Regions from separate parts of the Mus musculus genome. Here region 1 is linked to region 2. Evidence: chromatin contacts called from public HiChIP or PLAC-seq data. All regions are on one chromosome and are shown on one strand. Each heading gives the region's core, a stretch centred on a gene start, on an enhancer-like site or on the middle of the called end of the contact. The rest is flanking DNA. Distances are from core to core; before and after follow the strand shown. Region 1 overlaps Gm35727 (a long non-coding RNA gene). Region 2 overlaps Hs6st2 (heparan sulfate 6-O-sulfotransferase 2).

Region 1 (6,323 bases), core at 89-2,588, 180 kb after region 2:
GAGCATGCCGACTTAGCCTGCAGTGTCTACATGAGCATGCCGACTTAGCCTGCAGCTTGGAGCAGGAAGACGTGGGCTGCATTTCTCACACAGAGTTCCTCTGATCCTCCTGTACTTTGTCCAGTTCACTCTGGACTCACGTGCATTGAAGCTCCTGCTGCTGAATGGGACCCTCCAGGTGCAGTGGTAATTACTTTATTTGGTAGTGGAGCAAGAAAAAAAATGCAGTCAGAATAGGTTATCCCATAAATAAAATAGCCAGAACCAGGGCTTCAAAAGAAAAGAATATTACCTACTTTAAGATACTTCTTGAAGCAGAGTATCTGGCTCTACTGTACTGTTATGAAATTAATTTGAGGTTGAGAAACTGTAATATATTACAGCTATCAGTCTCCCTGGACGGTTTTACAATCAACATGTAGGATATGAAAAAAGAAAGATGCCAATAACATATTAATGTGGTACTCGGTGTTCAATCTTCTTTCTGCAGCAGAATATTACAGCTGAGGAAAAAAAGATCAAAAAGTTGCTTCTCTTTTATACAAAGAAAGAGACGAAGGAAAGTTGAACTTTAAATTATCCCATCTGTCACTTTCCATTGATTGAGTCTTGCTCATTAAGATAAACTCCAAGGGAGACTATCATTTTTATCTTTTGAGCTCTCTAAAAATATATGCTTTTGACTGCCTTGATTTCTCTGTTTTTCTTTCTCCCTTTATTCTTTCACTTCTTTGTCCATATATATATAGGCAGCTGCCAAGCAGGAATTAGACATTGTGTTTGCCTTTCTAATTGTGTTCCTCTGGAAATATTCGTGCCTGCAGTTTAATACCTGATACCCACTAACAGAAATGCCCAAGTGAAATCTGACATGTCCCTTTCCCGGGTCTTGCATGCCATACTGCTACAAGTAGGCTGTATGATTTCTCATGAAGAGAAGAGAACCCACAGTTATCCTGCCCTACCATAAACTAGCTGTGGGATCTTGGGAGAGCCTTTCAGCCTAATTCTCAGCTTTCCCACATCTGTTGAAAAGCAGAAAATAATGATGAGCACAAGATGGCTAAGTGAGCTAGCTGTGTGGCTTTTGGCATTTTCACTTATTTCCCAGCTGGCTGACTCTGTCCGGTGGGTTATTTCAAACACACACACACACACACACACACACACCCCGCCTATAGACTAAGACTCATGTGATATGGACATTCCTGGTAACTGGCAGATAGCAGGTGCTCAATAAACATGAATGCATTCCTCTTTCCACTCTGTTCTCAGCAAAACAGCTAGAGCGGGATGTTAAACAGCTGTCCCTTGTTCTCTCTGCCCTTCATTGCCAGGGATAAAGTAACAGGACAAAGCAGGAAGCATTCATGCTCACAAATCAACAGCTTGGGGCCAGATAGACACCGTGCAAAGGAGAAAAGTCAGCAGTTGATCCTCCTTGACACACTCCATTCTCCAACCCCTCCTCCTTTCCCATCTCTGGCCTTGGGAACTTCCTTCCTTCCCTAGGGTTTCAAGCTACAGGCTTGGTTCTTACCTTTCCACTTTCTCAGTTAAAATGTGCTTTGTTTTTGTTTGCATGTTTGTTTTGTGCCAGGATGGAACCCAGTTCTTTGTACATGGTTATCACATGCTCTACCATTAAGCTACACACCCAACCCCTAAATGAATTGTTCTGAGAATACTATCTCAGACATCAAACAATGGGAGAATTCCCTCCATTTTAAAGATTGTTTTTCAATCCTGGCTATGAAGATATGTCATTCCAGGCTCACAGCAGTGTGTGCCAACAATTGCTGCCTCTTGAACTGCAGATATGGCCAACCATGTCCCTAGTGGAAACTGCTTGAGCAGGTCTCCACATGGACGCATTTCTTATGGATTTTTGTCGATTTGAACAAGTGAGGAGAGTAGAAAACAATTTGTCTCGGGGGTGGGAGGAAGAAGCAGTTTTAAAAGAGGTTTCTGAGAAGGACTGGCTGGAGATAGGACCAGGCTTAAAACGATTAAGTGCATTGAAGGAACAGGTTTAGTCCCCATAAGATGGGGCAGTAGCAGGAACAAAAAGAGGGACCTCTATCTCAACAGGAGGCCATATGGAGAACGGCAAAGACTTCTTCATGCAACTAAAGTCATTCTTCAGAATCTTTTGAGGATTCTAAAGATATTGAATTTTAAGGATTTGATGAGATTAAATTCTTCTTTGGAGAAAAGGGAATCAAGACAGTACATTTCGCAGTAAAACACAGTGTTTTTTTTTGTTGTTGTTGTTGTTTTTTTTTTTTCAGTTACCACCTCAGCCCCAAACACAAGCTCCAGGTCCAAAATTGATGAAGATTTCAGGGGGAAAAAAAGGCAAGGCTACTTGTTCTTCGAGATGAGAACCTGGGGCTGCCTTCTCACTGAGGAAGGATTATTGTCTACAGAGAACTCCAGTTTATTCTACTCAATCCCAAAGTGGCCTTAAATTCGGCACTTACCAAGCAACTACATATTCATTTTGGGAGGAGGAGGGACTCACTGCCACTCTTTTCTGATACAAATAATACATGGAACTATTCTTGAATGATAATATATTGCTTTGCTATCTAAATGCCTTCTCACAACAAATAATAGACTCTTTACCATACTCATTTTATAAACGGTACAAAAATGAAGTAAAATCAGTTGCCCAGGTTCACAGAGCTAGCAAGTGGTAGAAAAGAATCCAAAATTCAGCTCTATCACAAACCATATTATAGGATAATATCTTGTTATTTTTCTATTTCTGTGAAAATACATCATGACTGGGGCAACCTATAAAGGAAAATGTTTGTTGGGTCTCAGGGTTCCAAGGGATTAGAGTCCATAATCGTCACAGGGTGGACCATGGTAACAGTCAGGTAGGCAGGCAGGCATGGCTCTGGACCAGTAGTAGCTAAGGGCTTACATCCTGATCTTCAAATTAGAGAGAGAGAGAGAGAGAGAGAGAGAGAGAGAGAGAGAGAGAGAGAGCTAAAGGAAATGGCCTTTTGGAACCTCAAAGCTCACATCCAGTAACACACCTCCTCTAACTATGCCTCCTAGTTCTTTCCAAACATTTCCACCAACTGGAGACCAAGCACTCAAATATATGAGGCTATATAGGATATTCTCATGCAAATCATCCCAGCTAGGGACCCACACTAGCCTAGGCCTGAAGTCTTGAAGTCTTGAGTAGACAACATTATTGTAGTGACAAGCAGGCCTTCAAGCTTCAAGGCACTCAGAACACTTAAACATTTTTCTAGGTACGGATAGTACTCAGAATGTCAGTTTCAAGTGTTTACTTCTGAAAATTGGTGAGGAAACTTACCAAATAAGCCAGTGAGACACATCCTAGAGTAGGTGAGGCTTTTTCTCTACGTTGAATTATATGGCCTCTAAATGACTGCATATATTTTTGAGTGCAATAAACATTCCTGCTTCAAAGTTCATGCAGTTTGAGGCTGGGGACCAAACTTAGATTGTCTGCAAGTTCTCTTAACCCTGAGCCATCTTTGCAGCCCCTAAATACAGGTTTTCTTCCTTCATCTTTTATGACCTCTTTGGCTTTAGTTGACAACTATTAAATCTATCTATGACAATCTATGAGAAGGAGAGTGTTTTCGAAAGAAAAAAAAGAAAGGGTCCCAGTGCTTTGTGGGTGTGATGGGAAGTCACTTTTTATACTCTCCTGTCATTAGCAGTTAGCAGCTACCGCCCCAGTTGAGGACATGGATTTGGATCTCTTAATGGACTATACAGACAGGCAGCAATAAAACATTGTAGCAGTTTGCTTAGGAAAAAAAATATCTATTCCTTTCAATAATTTTTTAAAGGCACAGCATGTTTGATCCTCTTTTGATTAACTCTACAGAACAACAAAAGATAGAGAAGTAAACGGGAGGCATTTTACAGAGTAATGAAGCCAGACGCTGCAGTATGTAAATAATAGGCTCTGACAGGTTAGTTTAATTTGCCTTTGTACGCAAAACTCAAGCATCTTCCCTATTGTTCAGTCTACTGTCATCTTAGATATACAGGGCCTTTCATTGGCTTTATAAATAAATTGTTCTAAAGCAGCCTCTGATAGAATAAAAAATACTTTTATAAGGATGCTTCTCACCTTCCCTGGGATGACACGCCATTATGGCTGATAGCCATGAAATTGTCAGCATGTTTCACTTTGCTGTACTTTGTATATTAAAAGAAATTTGTAAAATGATTTATCTTTCTGGCTAGATGTGGTAGTAGAAGCCTTTAATCCCAGCCCTCTAGAGACAGAGGGAGGAGGATCCTGACAAGTTCAAGGCTAGTCTGGGCTTCATAACACTCACCAAGCTAGCCAGTGCAAGACAGCAAGATTCCTTCTCAAAACTTGTATTTCCTTCCTTCCTTCCTTCCTCCCTCCCTCCCTCCCTCCCTCCTTCCTTCCTTCCTTCCTTCCTTCCTTCCTTCCTTCCTTCCTTCCACTTAACCTTCGGGTTTTGCATATGCTAGGTAAGCATGCCTTGAACCACTGAGCTACACAGTTAGCTGCTTCTTTTCAGTTACCTGGAATAGAGTGTCCTGTCACCCTATCATATATTTTAGCTCTAAGATATACTTTTCCAAAAAAGAAAAAAAGAAGAAGAAATTAATTCACATTATTTTCTCACGTCATAGTCTCACAATGACATAGGTGCTCTGAGTATGCAGTGTGGCAAAACATTCTCTGTATAAGGGATTGCTTCCTGCAAAAGTGCATGACCCTCAAAAGGTAGACAAACGAGAGCAAAAACAGGAAGTGGGGGGGGGTGTGTTTGAAGTGGAAAGTAAGAGGGCAGGAAGGGGATCAAGGGTGTAGAAAACAGAGCCAGAATAGGAAAGTCTTGAATTAAGAGCAGCTGTGATTGAGCTACGGAGGAGCCTAGGTGGAAATGCTGAACCAAATGAGTAACTAATTCTCCAACAGAGATTAAGTTTGAAACCAGAAAACACTGAGTCATTTCAAAGAGACAGAGTGTAAGTAATTCCCTCCTTCGGAGGACCTGGGGACTCACAAGCAGGTGGGGATCAGTTATAGAGAGATGAAGTTATTATTTTTTGCACAGATGACTCAGATCTGCAAGGAGGCTCTAACCCCTATAGAATTTCTTAATGACGTCAAAGTGCTCACATGTCCTCTGGTAAATTCCGCTTAATCTGCAGCTGAATGCCAGAGAATGGGAGTTTCATCATATATTGTCAGCTATTAAATGAAAAGAGATGATTCATGGACCAATACGTATAGAATAAACTGAGCTAAATAAAAAGAAATGGGTGACTGTAATTGTAGTAGTCCCTTTTAAAATTGAATATATTCTTTGGCTAACCTCTCATATGTATAGAATGCATTCTGATTACCCCTTCCCATCTGTTTTTCTCCCTCCAGCCCTGTCAGTTCTCCTTTTCCCTCACAAGCATTTCCCCTTACATTCATGCCTTTTTGTTTTGTGACTCACTGAGTTTAACTGAGGCTGTCTGTGTCACCATGGGGTTTGAACTATTCATTGGAGCCTTGTGCACACACAATTGAAGACCACGCTGTCTCCTCTCCCAGATTCTGTCAGTCGCCAATAGTTCAGCACTAAGGGGCGGAACCCTCCTTTAGCTTTATTTTTGTGGCTGAGATAAAATATCCTGACAAAAAGCAATTTAGGGGAGAAAGGTTTCTTTTAGCTCACAATCCCAGATTACTGCAGGGAAGTCAAAGCAACAGGAACTTGAAGCGACACATCAAATTCATAGTCGAGAGCAGAAAGAAATGAATTATGCATGCCTGCTTGTGCTCAGCCACCTTGCTATACTCAAACTGCTTGCAAAGCAGGGAATGGTGCCATCCACAATGTGTGTGTCTTCCACACTTAAGACAGTCAAGGCAATTCCCTCCAGACATGCCCAGAGGCCATTACCTCTTCTAGAGGACCCTTCAACAAGACTCTATTTGCAGGTAGGTCTACATTGTGTCAAGTTAACCGTTAAAACTAGCCATCACGGGTCCCATGTGTCCCTCTCTCATGCTATTGCAAGGATTCTTAGCATCATTGTTGACTGCTATTATGACTCTTCCAAGAGGGGATAAGCAAATTAAGCTTTTAAAATGTACTTGCCAGAGAATTAGTTGTTCACAGGATGCATATTAATAGCTTATTGACCTATAGTCCCTGAAAATTTGGGGGCAAAGAAAGCTTTATTCTGTCAAGCACTTTACAGAAGTGTAAGGCACAGTCTGGCCAAAAGACAAAATTTCAGAACCAGTGAGATAGTTCAGTTCAACCAAGACTTAGAACCCATATGGT
Region 2 (6,807 bases), core at 3,552-6,051:
TAAGTGTGTGTGGTTATTCAAGTGAAGCAGGGGTACACACAAGTAAAGAATTGGACCTTCTGTTTATTTAAAGGTGGATACTTCCTTGGTTATCAGTTTTTCTGCACTAATTTTGAGTCCTTATATGAAAATACTATTTCTATTCGTTGCTGATATTTTTTACTTCCATTCTAGTCTGGGCTTTGTTAGGATGCAATCTACCTTTAGATCAGTGACCCAAATGATTGTGCTTGATGAGAAAATGTACAGCTTAAAGCTAACATCTTGCTGGATACCAGAACCTCGTAGTGGGTGGTGAATTAAAGCTATACTCACACAGGTGTCAGCCCAACCTTTTGAAATAAAACCATACTTTTTGAGAGAGAAGTGGAAGAACATGATATTCTTGATTCTTGACCCTCCCCTTCCCCCATGTGTGTAAGTAGGTAAGTAGGTAAGTAGGTTGGTAGAAGGTTGAACAGAGGCCAACTTATTTTTTGAGATAGGAACTCAAATCCAAGCAGAAAAGCATTGCATAAACAAGGCTGTCTAGCCAATGAGCTCCATGAATGTTTCTCTCTCTAGCTCTCCATCACTCAGATTGCAAGCATCTCTCAGAATGTCTGGAGTTTTACATTCTGGGGACCTGAAGATTTGAATGCAGGGCCTCATGCTGTTAGCAAGCACTCTACCAACTATGCTATCTCTCCAGCCCCTGGGAACATGGAATTTTATGTGTGTGTGTGTGTGTGTGTGTGTGTGTGTGTGTGTGTGTGTGTGTCTATGATATATATATATAAATATATGACATATATATTATGATGATGATGATGAGGGTTTTGTCTACATATATGTCTGGTGAATGCCTGGTGCCGGCAGAAAATGATGGTGAGTCTCCTGGAGCTATAGCTATATAAGGTTGCCAAGTACCATGTGGTGTTTGGAATCTAATCAGGGTCCTCTAGAAGAGCAATACATGCTCTTTAACTAATGAGTTATCTCAGCCCTAGAACATGGTTGACTGATTTTTTTTAACTTTGTTTTGTTTTTTGTTTTGTTTTGTTTTGTTTGAGACAGGATATCATTGTGTAGCCCTGACTGTCCTGGAACATACTATGTAGATTAGACTGGCCTCAAACTCAGAGATCTGCCTGCCTCTGAGACCTGAGTGCTGGGACTAAAGGTTTATGCCACCAACAGCCTGCTAAAACATGATATTTTAACAAGCATGAGTCTGTGAAAATTATCCAGCTCTGGTGTTTTGTAATCCCTGGTGATTTTAGTCTGGTCTTTACATGGGTTTCTGGTTTAATACAAACATGGAAAATGGTCAGGTTTGCCTCCATGACCAATAGTAGGATTTACTCCAAAATTTCAAAATGCATTGAAAGAAAGGGGTAGGTGTATTTTCACTTGTGCATGGGATCTTTTGTTGTTGTTATTTTTGTTGTTGTTGTTTACATTGGGAAGAAATAAGATATTATTATTGTTGTTGTTGTTATTTACTTTGGGGAGAAATAGGGTTTCATGTAGTCCATGTTGGTCTTCAACTCCATATATAGTCAAGGATGCCCCCGAACTCCCGATCCTCCTTCCTCCACCTCCCAAGTACTGGGATTGCCAGTCTATGTCAGCATAGTCAGTATATGGGATACTGGGAGTTGATCCCAGGTTTTCCTGCATTCCAAGCAAGTATTCTTTTGCCATCTACATCTTCAGGATGGCCACTGGGACTTTAAAATGGTTCCATAAGAGTGATTCTGAAGATATGTATTCCTGAAATTCCATTTGAGGTACAGGAAAACTAGAATCTGTGTGGGGAGAGTGGTTCCTTATTTGAGACTTTCCAGTTGATTTCTGTGTCCTGTGTTGGCTTGCTTGCTTTCCTCTCTTCTCTTGTTCGCTTGCATTGTCTTTTTCTTGGCTGCTCGATCATTCTTATCTCTCACAATTCTCTGTGATCTCTCTGCCAGTCTTTTTCTCATGGTTGCTTATCCTGTAGAGCTCACACGTGATCCTGTACAGGCTTCTCCATTGCTCTTGAACTACTTTTCTACCTGTGACACACCCTTGCTGACTAGGGGCTCTCTGACCTAATTGTGACATCATTTTCTTCATTGTTCTGTTGGCCTTGCATCCCCCTCTCTGCTGCTAGCCTACATAACCCATCCCCTTGAACACACTGCTCCTGTCCAGTGTGTGTCTTGTAGGAAGTGAAAAGATAGTTCCCTAAATACACTGATCACAAAAAAAAAAAAAAAACAGAGCAGAAGAACTAGGCTCCACTCCATGAGAGGCAACAGAAAAGGGTTTTTCGTTTGCTTGGTTGGTTTTTGTTTTGTCCAACCACAACTGGGAAAATGCCATTAGATAGATGATTATCAAGAGTGATCTCAGAGAATACTTAATACTCTAGGGTTTTGGAGGTTTAAGAGGTACCGTAAAGATGTAGATGTGTAATCTAATATTGTCTATTACACATAAAGCACACAGCCTCATTAGAAGCAGTCAAATTTACCAACGGGAAAACCACTTGACAAAGAGCATCCCTGGGGAAACCTTAACAGCTGGAACTATTTAGGACTAATTGTGTAAGTCACCCTTAGGAACAGGAAGCTGAAGCTGTGGGAGGAGGACATTTTAATTCACCTCAAATATGTTATTAGCAAAGGAATTTCCCAAGAAAGAGAAGTGAACATCACTGAGAGGAGATAAGGGGGACTTCCTGAGAGATGCTGAAGCCTTTGGAACATAAACCTCAAGCTTACAGCTACTGAACCAGATGCTTAATCGGGGCCACCAAGCCAGTTCTACAGTCTCGTTAAATACCCCTCAGAAGAGTTACCCATGGGCCACTGTCTGTCAGAAGGCAGAGTTGTAATATGGCCTGTGAAAACTGGACAGATATTGGAACATGGGTAGGGTATAAGACTACAGAATGACTGTAGGATATCCTAAAGAACCAACTAGGAGGAAGGGAGAGACACCTACTGCTCTAGGGAGGGGCTATCTTTCACGTTCTCTCCTCCTCCTATTCAGCTGAAGATCAAGTTTTGGATCAAGTTTAGATTCTTTAAAGGCTTTGAGATAAACATAGCCAATGGGCCAAACTAAGACTTGAGCTGTTGAAACTGTCCCCTCTTTGTGAAATACTTGCTTTTTAAGAGACATTAAAGCAGACTATTTAAGGCTCATTTATAGGAACCCATCTAACTACAGCCATAAAAAACAAAACGATTCCACTTGCATCCACAATGCAGTTTGATTTCTAATAAATATTTTTCTCCAGGAACAGAAAGGGTAAATTTCATAGGAGCTACTAAATCTTCTATCTTTTGAATAGGAGGTAAAACTTCATCCTTCCTCAATTCAAAAAAACATGAAGAAAAAGAGAATAGCCTTCAGCATGAAACTTTTAGAAATTTCTATTTATTAAGCCTTCAAGAATACTTTTCAAATTTAATCTCACGGATGAAGTTAAGGCTATAACTGTCAAAAGCTTGTCTGACAACTTCACTTAATGTGTTTTCAATCACAGATAATGGCCACAGATTTAAGTCTCTTGGGAAGGGAAGAAATCCACACATGCAGAAATGAGTGCGAATATCCTACTTTATTTATGATCACTCATTCATAGTGCAACTTGCTCATAGAACTTTATGAATAATCAGTTTATTCTGATTCTGTTATGAGACTTGAGGGGCTCAGTCTGTGCCCTTAGCCATGTTGGCCCACTGGACCTCAATAAAACAGTTGGAAGACTAAATTTGAAGTGGAAAGTAGATTTTTCTCCCAATTTACCCCTTTACAGTTCACACCCCCAGAATTCCAGAGACTACTGTTTCTGTTGGCTTAGGTTCAAGATCAAATACTTTAGAACTACTCAGGGTCACTTACTTAAATGTTTCTTTTTGATACCGGCAGTTCTTCTGACTTAGGGATGCAGAAATCTGAATCAGAAACATATTTTCAGTAATTTTAAGTTAGCATATTGAGTCTGGTATTTTCATTGTGACATTAGGAATCGGAATTTTAAAGAGGCACATTCCTGGTCTCTAGGATGGTTCTAACGGAGGTTAAAGTATAACAGTTTCACCAGTTGACATTGTCACCATCTCTTAGGTGTTCACTTCTAGACTATGAGAACGTCATTTACCATCAAAACCAACTAAGGTTTCCTAAGCACACTAACCTGCTTTACATCCTTTTATGGCCTTAAAAGCTGCAGCAGGGGTTGGAGATATAACTGACTTGTGAAGTTTCATCGAGAGCATGTAGAAGACATTGGGTTTGATCGTCAGCATGTATGCACACACACACATAACACCTGTATCAAAGTTGCTCCAAAACTGACATTTTTTAGGAAGAAATTATGCTTTATAATTTGATGTCATCAATACTCTAGGCAAAGTACATCAGCCAACAGTCACTAAGCCTAAGCCAAGAAGCCTGCTTAGTCCTTTATCTTCTCAAGAAGCCTTTGTGGGTAACCCCACTGTCTCACAGTGCAAGCTGGTTAACACAGTCTTCACAGCCATCTGCAAAATCCCACAGGATTTTCACCAAGGAATTTTCTTAACTGTTTGTCCTTCTCTCCCTTTCTTGAAGATACAGCCAACTGGAATTTGTCTTTTGTCTCTATGGTGACTGACTGCCCCCTCCCACAGCCTGCTTATAAATCCTTCCACTGCAATGCAGCGGTCAGCCAGGCTGTACCTGAGTGCTGATGAGGGGGGCCCCACTGATTTGGGTGGTGTGAGTGGATCAGCAGCTGAAGAAACAGACAATCAGTTACTTCAAAGGGCCATGCTTCCCCTGAGGGTTATCTGGTGCCTCCCAAGACTGAAATTCCTCCCCTGGAATGTGTCAGGATAGAAACTAACTGCAAAGAGACTGACCTGCTGACCTTTCCCCTAGATTTCTCACCACTTGTTTACAGGGCCATCTAGAAAAGTCTATCCCTTCACTTGTGCAAATGGGTCCCTTCTCTCTTCCCCTTAAGAGCAAGAAAATACTGTAAAATAGAAAGAATAAATATCAAAGAGTCCATTTCTGTAACAGCCACAGTAGGAGCTCATCATGTTCGGGTTTTCACTCTCTTCTTTTATAAGACAGCCTTTGTTACAATCTACTTCTTCTATTTGGAAATATATTACTGGCTTTTAAGAAAAGTTAACGACCTAGAATTTATCTCCCTCAACTCAGGTTTACAGAATGGCAAGGTTTTAGAAACAGATGTGAAAAGTAAATAATTTGTAGGTGGGGGATGACGAATGGTTGGTGGGTGAGTAGGTGGTCTCACTTCGGGGTGATTTTAAATATTTCATAACTAAAGTGATGATAAATCCACAATAATGTCAGTGTACTAAATTCCACTTATCGATTTTAAATGGTGAATTTTGTGAAATATAAAAAGCAAATAATTTGATGATAGAAAGATTATTCTGAATTCTAAGCAGGGAAGAACCAATGTGAAGGTTCAGAACTTTCCGTAAAAGCTTCTGGGACTCTAGAGGGAAAGAAAATCTAACGAAAGTCTGAACATGTCTCAACGAATCTGCCCGCTGAGACAGTGAACTCCAAAGAAAGGGCAGTTTCCCCAGGAACCTAATGTTGGTAAAAGGCAAAGCCTCCAGAAGAAGAAACTTGTCTCCTAAAAAGAGATGTCACAGTTCTAACAACTTGTCAGCCACCTTAGTGGATGAAACTGAAGCCCAGCCAAGGATGAGTCAAAGGTAGGCGCCACCACACCTTGACCAGGACAGCTTAGATGTGCATATCTTTGGACCTCTATTTAAATATTAAGCTCACTTCAGGACCCCAAAGATAGACTGGGGAAATTTCATGGATCTCTTTGTCTCTCTTCCCAATGTGGCCATATTGAATACATCTCCATATTCTGCTTTCTATCTTTCAACTAGCTCTTAAGTTCGTTTCCTGAGAGCAGGTGGCTGAACTTGGCTGGGGGCAAAATGTGCCCTCAAGTATTATGATTAAAGTTACATTTATTGTTCACTAGAGGCCAGACACACTACACACAGTGTTGTGGTCAACACTGTTTATGCTTTACCAAAGGAACTGAGGTTCAGAAGTTAACTGATGGGAGCAGAGTCACATAGCTAATGAACAAATACCTAGCTCGTACACATTCTGTTTTGATTTCAAAAAGCATCCTTTTTGGAGCATGCATGTATGAACAATATATACATGCCAAAGGAAGAGAGCTCTGTTAAGGCTAAGTATGCTTGAAAAACAGGTGTGGGTAGCATGGACACCATAAAGTGGTACAGAGTGAGGAGAGGGGAGGGAAGGGGAGGGAAGGGGAGGGGAGGGGAGGGGAGGGGAGGGGAGGGGAGGGGAGGGGAGGGGAGAGGAGAGGAGAGGAGAGGAGAGGAGAGGAGAGGAGAGAGAGGGAAGGGGAAGGGAGGGAGGGGAAGGGAGAGAGAGAGAGGGAGGGAGGGAGAGAGAGAGAGAGAGAGCTAGTAGCACTAACACGAGCCATCAGAGCAATGGATTGTAGCAAAGGAGGAAACAGAGTATATTAATGAGGGTATAAGCCACTGCTCTAACTCTATCTTGCCCTTTGCTGGCTCTTCATGTAGTTCTACAGCCTTTCTTCCCATGTCACCTTAAATCCTAAGAGCAATAGGACTCACATAAACATGTTTGTGACAGGCATGGAAGCCAATTCTAGAAGTGGACATGGAAGGTGTCTGAACCGTGGAGGCTTGGGTCTGAAGCCCTGCTATTTCTCAGGCCAGTAGGCCAGTCATCCTTTTGCCTGTCTCTCCACTGTCTTGGACAAGACAGGCGCTGAAGTGCCTATGT

What was found. HiChIP or PLAC-seq counts read pairs in DNA pulled down with a chosen protein or histone mark.
Region 1: a contact with region 2 is called in an H3K27ac HiChIP or PLAC-seq map of extraembryonic endoderm stem cells, with 5 times the contacts expected there. The contact joins two enhancer-like sites. A contact is called at or near these places in 8 of 39 promoter capture datasets (the 3T3-L1 cell line, 3T3-L1-derived adipocytes, cranial neural crest and 4 more), 1 of 15 datasets of contacts at CTCF or cohesin (the NIH/3T3 cell line), 11 of 484 Hi-C or Micro-C datasets (Sertoli cells, adipose-derived mesenchymal stem cells, brain and 7 more), 11 of 115 datasets of contacts at active chromatin or transcription factors (the NIH/3T3 cell line, embryonic forebrain, embryonic limb bud and 6 more) and 2 of 9 other capture datasets (adipose tissue and liver).

What each region holds. Positions count from the first base shown.
Region 1 is chrX:51,697,988-51,704,310 of GRCm38.p6, forward strand. The region is part of intron 1 of Gm35727 (a long non-coding RNA gene); the gene reads left to right. Among named protein-coding and RNA genes, the nearest start is that of Gm35727, 19 kb to the left of the region's middle. Within about 2 kb of position 1,339, at least 3 of the 459 cell types and tissues checked have an H3K27ac peak or open chromatin away from gene starts, as enhancers often do. A contact at or near this core is called in extraembryonic endoderm stem cells, where this site is marked.
Region 2 is chrX:51,510,245-51,517,051 of GRCm38.p6, forward strand. All of the region lies in intron 2 of Hs6st2 (heparan sulfate 6-O-sulfotransferase 2), which reads right to left. Among named protein-coding and RNA genes, the nearest start is that of Hs6st2, 170 kb to the right of the region's middle. Within about 2 kb of position 4,802, at least 21 of the 459 cell types and tissues checked have an H3K27ac peak or open chromatin away from gene starts, as enhancers often do. A contact at or near this core is called in extraembryonic endoderm stem cells, where this site is marked.